Linked DNA regions of Xenopus laevis: region 1 is linked to region 2. Evidence: chromatin contacts called from public Hi-C data. All regions are on one chromosome and are shown on one strand. The core of a region is the stretch at or near the end of the contact, and the rest is flanking DNA. Distances in the headings are between cores, read along the strand shown. Region 1 overlaps slc29a1.L (solute carrier family 29 member 1 (Augustine blood group) L homeolog). Region 2 holds the start of LOC108716536 (transmembrane protein 151B).

What was found. Hi-C and Micro-C count contacts between places; a contact is called where the count stands out from the background.
Region 1: a Hi-C map of the XTC cell line shows a contact between it and region 2, with 2.3 times the contacts expected there. The contact joins the enhancer-like site here to the promoter of LOC108716536 in region 2. A contact is called at or near these places in 2 of 4 Hi-C or Micro-C datasets (the XL177 cell line and the XTC cell line).

The regions. Positions count from the first base shown.
Region 1 is chr5L:23,858,522-23,863,806 of Xenopus_laevis_v10.1, forward strand. It overlaps slc29a1.L (solute carrier family 29 member 1 (Augustine blood group) L homeolog), which reads left to right. Exons shown (of 14, transcript NM_001095291.1): 4 at 1,914-1,995; 5 at 2,273-2,511; 6 at 2,741-2,880; 7 at 3,055-3,189; 8 at 3,741-3,838; 9 at 4,236-4,320; 10 at 5,213-5,283. Among protein-coding and RNA genes, the nearest start is that of LOC108716546, 10 kb to the right of the region's middle. Within about 2 kb of position 1,805, at least 1 of the 7 cell types and tissues checked has an H3K27ac peak or open chromatin away from gene starts, as enhancers often do.
Region 2 is chr5L:23,798,832-23,803,965 of Xenopus_laevis_v10.1, forward strand. It overlaps LOC108716536 (transmembrane protein 151B), which reads right to left and starts at 1,269. Exons shown (of 2, transcript XM_018262732.2): 1 at 287-1,269. The coding sequence starts at 367.

The sequences.
Region 1 (5,285 bases), core at 555-3,054, 60 kb after region 2:
GTACACATGCAATAAGTTGCTCCTGTATCCAGCCTTTCTTTGCCACATAGCAGCTTCCACGTCTGTATGAAGGGGATTTCCTTTAGTGAATCACTATTAAAGCTGTTCCATAGAGAGGCCAATGAGACAGTGGATATAAAGCTGTTGTGTAGTTGCTGGGTGTTGCAGGGCATTCTTATTTTTGCACATTGCTGTTACTTTCTGCCATTGAGTTTTCATGTGTGTATTGTTTGCATATAGGGTACTCTGTCTGAATAATGAGGCATTAAGCTCACTCAGTCTCCTCTGCAATACTTACCGTACCCTGGTATAGAGCTCTAGTTCTCTGTACTTCCTGCTCCTGTGCTGCTTTCTTTCCCATGGTCAGGCAGGAACCTCCTTATGGGTAAGTGAATCCAGTCTCCCCCTAATACTTACCCATGAACAGAGTTCTGATTCTGTCTGTACTTTTTGTTCCTGGGCTTCTCTCTTTTGCATGTTCATGCAGAAGGCAGATCTTGGTTCTAACGGAGAGGGCTGATTGGGTTTTTCTGTTACCTTTCTCTCTGGGCATGGTATTTATGTTTACAGAGTGCAACACCCAGGTTGTGCTTGAGGTACAGCTCCTTGGGCTCCTAGAATTGAGCAAAGTTGCCTATAGTACATGAGACGACAGGTGTGGGGGGGGGGGGGGGCAAACAGTAGTATAGGGATATTGGGACTTGGCCTATTTTGGATCTATCTATGCGAGCCCAGTGTACACACCCAGCTCCACTCCCATGTAAACAATGAGAGGAGAGCATCAACAAACTGGAAATGGGAGGAGCAAACCACTGTGTACCAGTGAATGCCACACTCAGATGGGTGCTGGCCTGGATTCTCTCTATTGATGGATTTCACATTTTAACTCTAATTAAAGGAGGGGGTAGTAATTAGGGCTTGAGAGTCAGACTGGGCCTGGGAGGTGCTCATGTAGGGAAATTTATGGGTATCTGTTTGAATTTGATCTTGTGCAATGGGGAGAGGGGGAACAGCCGGCCCTGAACTTCAGCTATGAAGGAGAGTCAGTAAAGGGAATGCAGAGACATTGCAGGGAGTAGGAGTGAGGAAGGATATAGTTATAAGGGGAATAACTTACTAAGAAACCAAACAGGAAACAGTTACCCTTACCCAAAACCTATTGCTTCTGCCACTTATCCAAAACATACAAATGTTACCTTGGTATTTAGGTTGGAGTAGATGTTTTAGAGTAGCTGTGGCTGCTTCAGTTCATATGATTCATGAGGGTTATTTCCACTGGCTCATATTGGGTCAGTTACCCCAATAACTTCTCTTTAAATGAACAGTAACACCTAAAAATAAAAGCGTTTTAAAGTAATTAAAATATAATGTACTGTTGCCCTGCATTGAAAAAAGTTGTGTTTGCTTTAGAAACACAACTTTAGTTTATTTAAATAGACTGCTGTAGCCATGGGGGCAGCCATTTAGGCTAAAAAAGGGACAAAAGGCTACAGGCTACTTAGCAGATACCAGATAAGCTCTATAATAGCATACAATGGGATCCTGCAGAGTACATCTGTTTTCTGCTATGTAACCTGTGCTTTGAATGGCAGCCCCCATGGCTACAAAAGCTTTTTTATATAAACTAGTAGAGTTTCTGACGCAAACACACCAGTTGTACCAGTGCAGGACAACGGCATATTATTTTTTAATTACTTTGAAACACTTTAATTTTTTGGTGTTACTGTTCCTTTAATTGCATAACAGTGTACATCACAGGACATCTTGTGGCCACTACTGGAACTGCGCGTATATACCCTGTGCTGCTGATGTACATTAGATAGTATTGATACGGCCAGTGTGTTTGGCAAGTGTGGGTTGCGCTTGTGTGTCACACGGAGCTAAAGTAACTCACTTACTATCTCCCCCTGCAGGTACAACGCTGTCTGGTTTATATTCTTCATCCTGGGCCTGGGCACTCTGTTGCCATGGAATTTTTTCATGACTGCCACCATGGTAAGAAAGGGACACACCTGGGCACCTCCCTGATAGGGAACTGCCATGTCTATAGACTGCAGTTTAACTGTATGGGGTGTTTAACTAAAGCTGCCTTTAGATACTTATGCATTGACCCCTCCCCATTCAGACAGAGAAATCAATGTTCTCCCATTGGTTATTTTACGTGTCGTTCCATTATCACATGTTTTGTGTGGCCCCACCCTGGACCCTATATTGATACCAATTTTGACACTTCATGCACTAGCGGCTGATCCTTTATCCACTCTATTCCCAGTATTTCACAAACCGCCTGGGAGAGCCAGGGGATCTGAGGGAGAGCAGCGCGGAATTTTCAACGGCCACCCCTGTGACTGTGCTCCCTATCGGCCTAAATAACACCAGTGCAAGGGCCAGTGCAGAGGATGTGGTAGCACCTCGGACTTACCTCCAGAGCAAATTCAATAATGTGATGACACTGTGCGCAATGTTGCCCCTCCTCATATTCACCTGCCTCAACTCATTCTTGCACCAGAGGTGAGTGGCACATTTACTGTAACAGGGGCAGTAATTTTTTAGCAACCAATCAGCAGTAAGCTTGTATAGTACTTGGGTAAGGCCGATTGAAGCTAAATGTTGATTGGTTGCTGCTGTGAGAGGCAGTTTAATCTGTGCTGTTAAGTGACTGCATAACAAATCACTGCTCACTAATCACTTATCTATACCAGGAAATGAGGTCTCTTACAAGCACTTTCCTTTCTTACAGGATTTCCCAGAATATTCGAGTTGGTGGAACCTTATTGGCCATTTTCCTCATCTTCCTCCTCACAGCCATCTTTGTTAAGGTTCCCTTCTCCCCGGTCTCTTTCTTCACTGTCACCATGATAAAGATAATCTTCATCAACTGTGAGTCAAGCCACCCCCCCCACCCATGCCAATCACAGCTTATGTCTTATATTGTGTGGGGGTCTCTCGCCTGAGCCCTGTTTGTATCACTGTGTGCATCACTACTAATTTGATCTCCCATCCTCCTGGCCTCTATCGTTTCTCTGATTGATGTTTTTCTCTCCCTGGCGGCAGCATTTGGTGCAATCCTACAGGGCAGTCTGTTTGGGTTGGCAGCACGCTTCCCGGCCAGTTACACTTCTCCCATAATGAGCGGGCAAGGCATGGCGGGTGCATTTGCAGCGTTATCCATGATCTGTGCTATAGCAAGTAAGTATTCTATCGACACCTTTCCTTTATCCCATCTCATTTCATCCTGTTATTCTGTGCAGCCAATTACCTCTTCTTTTTTTCCAGCTCATAGGTCTACTTTCCCTTTAACTGTGTTCCTTTCACCCATATCAGTCGGGAATTCCTTCTTTCCCATACTCATTTTTGCCTTTATCTGTGCCCTATAACTCCTTTGCATCCCATACCATGCAGCCTGTGTCAGGATCTGTATTCTAGCTGCTGTTCTTCTGACCTATTATTGTTAATTCCATGTCGGAATTTTCCTTCCTTCTGGCTGGAAGACAGGTCCCCGCCCAGACCAATCCTGTCAATGGTAGCCTCATCATTCTTGCCAATTCCCAGTAAAATCACAGTGGAATCTTTATGTTTCACATTTTATTTCTCCCCAGCTCCCCGTGCTCTGACAGCATTCCTACACCATGGAACAGCAACTCCAGTTTTTTTAACCCCTTCAGTTATTCTATTTGCAGAGACCCTAGTTTGAAAGCAGTGTTTGTGCACCACAGTAACTTCTTTATTCTACCCTTTAGGTGGCTCCGCCCTGGAAGACAGTGCATTTGGCTACTTTATAACCGCCTGCGTTGTCATCTTACTGGCGCTCTTTTCATACATAGCTCTAAACAAACTGGTGAGTCTCCAGCAGGCACATAACTGCCCCCACCAGATACCTCATATCCAGAGAGAGGCAGACACCTTGCAACCTTTCCAATTAATTTGGTGCAGCAGTGAATGGGGTGCCACAATTTCTACAGCTACGTTGGTGCATTTGTTTTATCATGGCGGTTGATATTAATGGTGTAAAAAAGCAACTCCCCCCTTAAATAGGTTGAGATTAATTTAACAAGGGATACACAGACTTTTCTGACCTGTAACAGACACAGCCAGAGCTCCGCCTCCCAAGGGTTCCTTTGATCCCCTTCCATTATAATCTGCTGGTTCCAGGACCAACTGAATGAAAAGCAGTGAAAGATTAGGAGTAGTGCCCCTTCACTCATGACTTATGCTTATTAACCTTTTGCTTGCAGGAGTTCTACAGATATTACACCATGGAAAGAGTCTCAGCCGCTGCTCCGGCTGAAGTGGAGCTAAAGAAAGACCTGCTGGAAAATGGTGAGAACCTCCCCCCATCCCAGGGCAGCCATGGCAGGCGTACAGGCAGGGCAGCCATCAGGGGGGGACAGGGGGGGAGAGTTGTAGGGGGCACCGAGGGTAAGAGGGGCCTGGCCACGCCACACTTACTTGATTAGCCGGGCCCCCTGCTTTCTGAGAGCTGCTGACTTCGGGAAGGCAGGGCGAGAGGTATCTTCTGTCCAATACTTCCCCTTATTGGTCACTGAGTTTAAGTCCCAGTTGAGCTGCTCAGGGATTGGATAGCTGAGGTTTGAACTTCTCCTCCGGCTCATCCAATCACCATGCAGCTTTACCAGGACTTGAAATTCTGTAACCAATACGGGAAGAAAATGCTGTCACTGGAAGAAGATGCAGCCATCTGTGTTCCCCTCCTCTCTTCTGTAGTTGGCAGCTCACTGATAGAAGGTGGAGGAGGGTGTTTAATGGGGGCCCTGGCCACCAATTTTTTTATAACGGGGGGGGGGGGGGGGGGGGGGGGGGGGGGGGGGGGGGCTGGCCACAAATGTTTTTTTCAATGAAGGGGCCCTGACCAATATTTTTTTTATTAACATGTGGTAACCCTAGCCACCAATGTTTTTTTTACTGTGTGGTGGGGTTGGACCTGTAGGTGGGGCTTTTGGTGGGCGCAGCCCAGGGGGCCCAGGAAATTTTGTTGTATGGGGCCCTGCTATTTCTGATGGCGAGGGGGTAGAACTGTAGAGGGGGTAGAACTGTAGAGGATTCTGCTGGGGTCCTGATACGCAATATTTTGGTCCCACTTCTGCCCTCAACCCTCACTTGTACTCCATCCACTTTTGTACCCCAGTAATGGGCTTCCTGGCTCTCGTGGATTCTGCAGTTGGATCATCGGTGTTATCTCTTTATCCCACAGGGGGCAATGTGGCTGAGACTGGAGCAGAGGACACTGAAGGAGGAAAATCTGTCATCCAGATCCTAAAGAAGGT
Region 2 (5,134 bases), core at 19-2,518:
GGGTTATAGTTATAGAGACAGATAGCTGTGTGTTTGTGGGTAATAGAGACTTGTGTGTGTGGGGGGCTATGGAGACAGGTGTTGTGTAGGGCACAGAGACAGATAGCTGTATGTGTAAGTTACAGAGACAGGTGTTTGTGCGTGTAGGTTTTAGTAATAGATTATTAGATACAGAGAGCTGTGTGTGTATATAGATTATAGAGACAAATTATATAAAACAGTGGATAAATAAGCCTCCATTACAGTCAAGAGATGCAGATATTTGTCCCCATGCCCAGTCCCTCACCAGTTCTCGCAGAGTATCGGGTTCCTCCTGCGGTACTGATCCTGTGCTGCTTTCACTTGCCGCTGACGCAGGGGGGGACATGGCCAAGCGATGAGCCACAAACAGGGAAGTGGAATCTCTCAGCAATCCAGTACAACAGGGGAAAAATTGGGAGAGTCATTCCTCTGTCCGTAGCAACTTGCCGCCCAAAATCCAAGGCCTGCTCTGGCAGTCATTGTACCCCAATCGAAAATGAGAGCTGGGTACGGGTATTGGGAGGAAGAGCCCCACAGTGGAACAGAGGCAGTGTGTGTGTGTATAAGGGAAAGTGTGGGAATGCTGATATGCCAGTGTAATGTTGCAGAATGGGTCACTAACATGCACAGGTAGAGACAAAACAAGCACAACTGTCCACATAAACAAACACAAACACACAGTAATTGTATAGCAATACTGAGGCCTAGCTGCACAACTTAAACACTCTGACACAAAATGCCACAAGCGTTGTTATCATGTGCACTGGGGCCCAATCATAGCAACTGCTTTTCCTTGCACACAATCATGCATACACTAGGGCCACTGACACACTGTATCACTAACACAATCCACCCAGTAGGATGTTACAGGTACAAATAAACACGCATAATTTTTAGATTCTTTATACAGATCACACACACACACTGCGGTTAGGTGCAGGCCACACACCCTCTCTCACAGATACAGTTTACACTTCTGTCTCTCACACGCCCTACTGTCTCACACACACATTATTGTCACATGCACACTGAGGTCACATACAAACAGAAGCTGCTGTCACGCACAGGAGCACCCACACACCCACAATGCTGTGATACACAGACACACAATGCTATGACACACAGACATACAATTCTGTGACACAGGCACACAGTGCTATGACAACCAGATACACAATGCTATGACAGACAAGCACACAATGCTATGATACAAAGACACACAATGCTGTGACACACAGTTAACGGACACAATGGAAGGCCAAACACACACACACAGCACAGATGAAGCGATGGAACAGGGCAGGAGGGGAAGGGAAGAGGGAGCAGGGAAAATAGGGAGAAGAGGGAAGGATGCTCTGCAGGAGATGGAGGAAGGAGCAGATTCCCAGGGAAGATGGGGGGAGATGAGTGGAGGAGGAGGGAGGAAGAGGAGGAGAAAGAGAAGGAGGAGGTGAGATGTTCCCTTACTGCTTCTATTACTGCCCCAGCATCCAGCCTGACCTTGAAAGATACACAGGCGCGCAGCATCCCTAGCTGTATCACTGGCTATCTCACTTTATCCCAGACTGTCTCACTGTATCCTTTGATGTCTCATTGTATTCCCTGACTGTTTCATTATATCCCTAGTGTCTCACTGTGTCTTACTGCATCATTTAGTGTCTCATTGTTTCCCTGGCTGTCTCACTGTTTCCCTGGTGTCTCACTGCATCCCTGGCTGTCTCACTGTATACTTTGGTGTCTTGCTCCATCCGCATCTCTGGCTGTCTCACTGTATCCTTTAGTATTTCACTGTATCCCTAGTGTATCACTGTATCCCTGGATGTCTAGCTGTCTAGCTGTCTAGATGTCTTTTGGTGTATCACAGTATAACTGGCTGTCCCACTTTATCTCAGTGTATCTAACTGCATCCCTGGGTGTCTTACTGTATCCCTGGCTGTCTCAATGCATACTTGGCTGTCTCATTGTATCCCTGGGTGTCTCTCTGTTGTATACAACAGGGGGAAACGTTTGTACAAAGAGTCTCAAGTTCATCACTTTATTTGTATTGTGTTTATATGTCACTGGGCTCAGAGTCATAAATACAGGTGTCTTATTTAAAATAGATTTCCTGCATTTATTGGACAGGGACCTGGGCACGTGTTTTGGGGCTCCCAGAACAGCAAGACTTCCAGGTGCTGTGCTTTGTTTCTCTGTACTTGGGCTGCTCTCTTTCCTATGGTCAAGAAGGGGATTCTCTGTTCTTCCTGATCCTGGGTTGCACTCTGAATAAGTGAATGCAATTGGCCCCCAATACTTACCCAGGTACTTCCATCTCTAAATTATGTTCTAACAAGGACTGTCCCAAGGGACACCAACGTGATGCCTCCCCCCACCCTATATACAGTGCTGCGAAACACAGGTACTGCTGCATAAAGAGGGGGTACAATTCACTCAATTCAAGAAGCAGAATATAATACACCCTGGGGCACAACGGGCAAATCCAATTGGAGAGAAAGAAAACATAGCACCTTGCCCCAGCTTTGTTAATATGCCAGAGGCAACTTCCAACATGATCACCTTGTCTCTCCTGCCCCTTTCTCTGAAATCCTGGTAGCTTTCTATATATCCACTTGAAAACTGTGACATATTTCCTTGGAATGAATGCAGAAATAGCAGTGGAACTGGAAACACCCACCTGATCTTGTGATTTATATATTTATATATGGGGTTTGAGGGAAGGAGAGACTTTAAAGGAGAAAACAATATACATGCTATAAGAAAATTAAAGGTACAATGACATCTATCAGTATCATCTTTTTATGATTCATTTCATTTTTACACAAACCTGTGCAATTTTCTATGTTCTATGTTCTATGCTTTATATATATATATATATATATATATATATATATATATATATACATATATACATATATATATATATATACTCCTTGGACACACCTATTAGGTTTACGTTGAAATTCGATGCACACTGCATAGAATTCCTCGACCTACTAATATATAAGACGAGTGGTGGCTTAGGGACAAGCCTGTACAGAAAACCTACCGATTGAAATACCATCTTACATGCAGCCAGTGATCATCCACCTTCCACCATCCGGGCGATCCCTTATTCGCAATTTTTGCGTACTATATGCAATAACAACGATCCAGAAAAAGCACAGCTGCAACTAAGGGAATCATTCACCAGATTTCTGGATAGAGGTTATAAGGAAGAAATACTGATGCAACAGCTCCAGAAGGTCTTGCAATTTACACAATCTGATCTGCTCACTGGAAAAGCCTCTAATAAGTCGCCAGCTGCACAGCTGATTTTTACATCCAAATTTTTGCATATTTTAAAACACCTTAAGAGCAGTATACAGAAAATTGGCCTATCATTGCCATGGACAATAGCCTGTCTCTCTTTGAGGCTCGACCTCCCATTTTTGGCCATGGGAAAAACCATAACCTTAAGGATATCTTGGTGAAAACAGACTTTATTGACAAATCGCAGGTGACACATAATTGGCTGAGTGGACAGCAAAAATTGGACTGTTACCGGTATCCAGACTGCACTACATGTAGGTCTCTCCTTGTAGGCAAGGATTTCCCTCACCCACACACTGGCAAGCGCTTTAAAATACAACACAGACTCACATGCACCACATCATTTGTGGTGTATGTTGTAACGTGCCCATATGTGGCCTCTACTACGTGGGGAAAGCCACCACCTCATTACGCGACAGGATTGCGAATCATAGATCGGCAATCAGTAAAGCCATTAAAGAAAATTCTGCCAAACAACCTGTAGCGACACATTTTCTACAATTGGGACACAGTTTGCCTACCTTCCGGTGTATGGCAATAGACTTTCAGCCACCTTTGCCACATGGTGGCAACAGAGACCAGGCTCTCCTTAGGAGGGAAGCAAGATGGATACACCGACTGGATACTGTCACCCTCCGAGGACTTAATGAAACATTACCTCTGGGTTGCTTCATTTAAGCTCCATATGGACTATGCCCTTTCCTTTGCCTTTTTCATTAGATTTACTAATTGTTCCAAGACCCCTAGATTTTTGAATTTTGATGCTTATTTGTGTTTGGTTTTGCTTTCCTTGTGTTTTGGCTACACACTTCTAATGCCATCACTTTACTCCTAAAACCGTGGATGGTGGCATTTAGGGGACCCATGGCCGCGATTTTTGCCATATTGTATAATATTATTAGTGTCCCTGACCCCCATATCTTTCACGCTGCTTCTGTGATACTCTGATTGTTTTTAACCTTTTCTTCCCGTCTCTGTTCTCTCCCCATTCTCTGCCCCGCACATGTCATTAGCTATTGGATAGATGCCTGCTGCGGTTCGTATGTCCATAGGACAGTGCTATGTGGGTAGTGGCGGAAGTACCCATTATTCAGTGAAAGTCGGACAGGCTGTCTTTGCCCGCATATAATTAATATAAATAAGATGTGTAATGCCCTGTAAGCGCAGTGGGTACAGACTAGCCACTAACATGGCAGTCCTAAGGCCCCCACTGACGCTGCTGCGGCAACCCCAGAAGCTGGGTGATCCTAGCGCCACACTCTGACTCTGCGCTAACGAAATGATCTAAGCTGATACGGCTCTCTCTGTCAAGTCAGCCTGCGATAGCGTTACTTGGTTGCCCCGGTAACCCTTACTCGTTATTCGATTGGCGTACAGAAGCTCCAGAGCGCGGAGGCGCACACCCACCTCTAGATTGTCCTCCGATTGGACAGTGCAACTATTGCGGTGACTCTGATTGGTTTGCGGCTTACATCCAGGATAATAGCTTTATTCTGACACGGAGGCAACTTTCTTTTTCGGTTCTTTTTCGCTACTTTCTCTCCTACTTACCCCTCCTGCACTGCTGGACTAAATCAGCACACTCGATGCTCCAAACTATTTTCCCTCCTCCCACACTCCATAACATTGATCCCTACACTTTGTCACTGTATACGGTGGTTGCTTAGCAACAAATTTGGGCACCAAAAAACGGCCAGTGGGTTTAAATTCTGGGATGGGAATGGGTTTCTGGTTGTTTGTTTGTAATCTCCTGACGAAGATCCCTGTGGGGGATCGAAACGTTGAGTGGAATAAAACACAATTT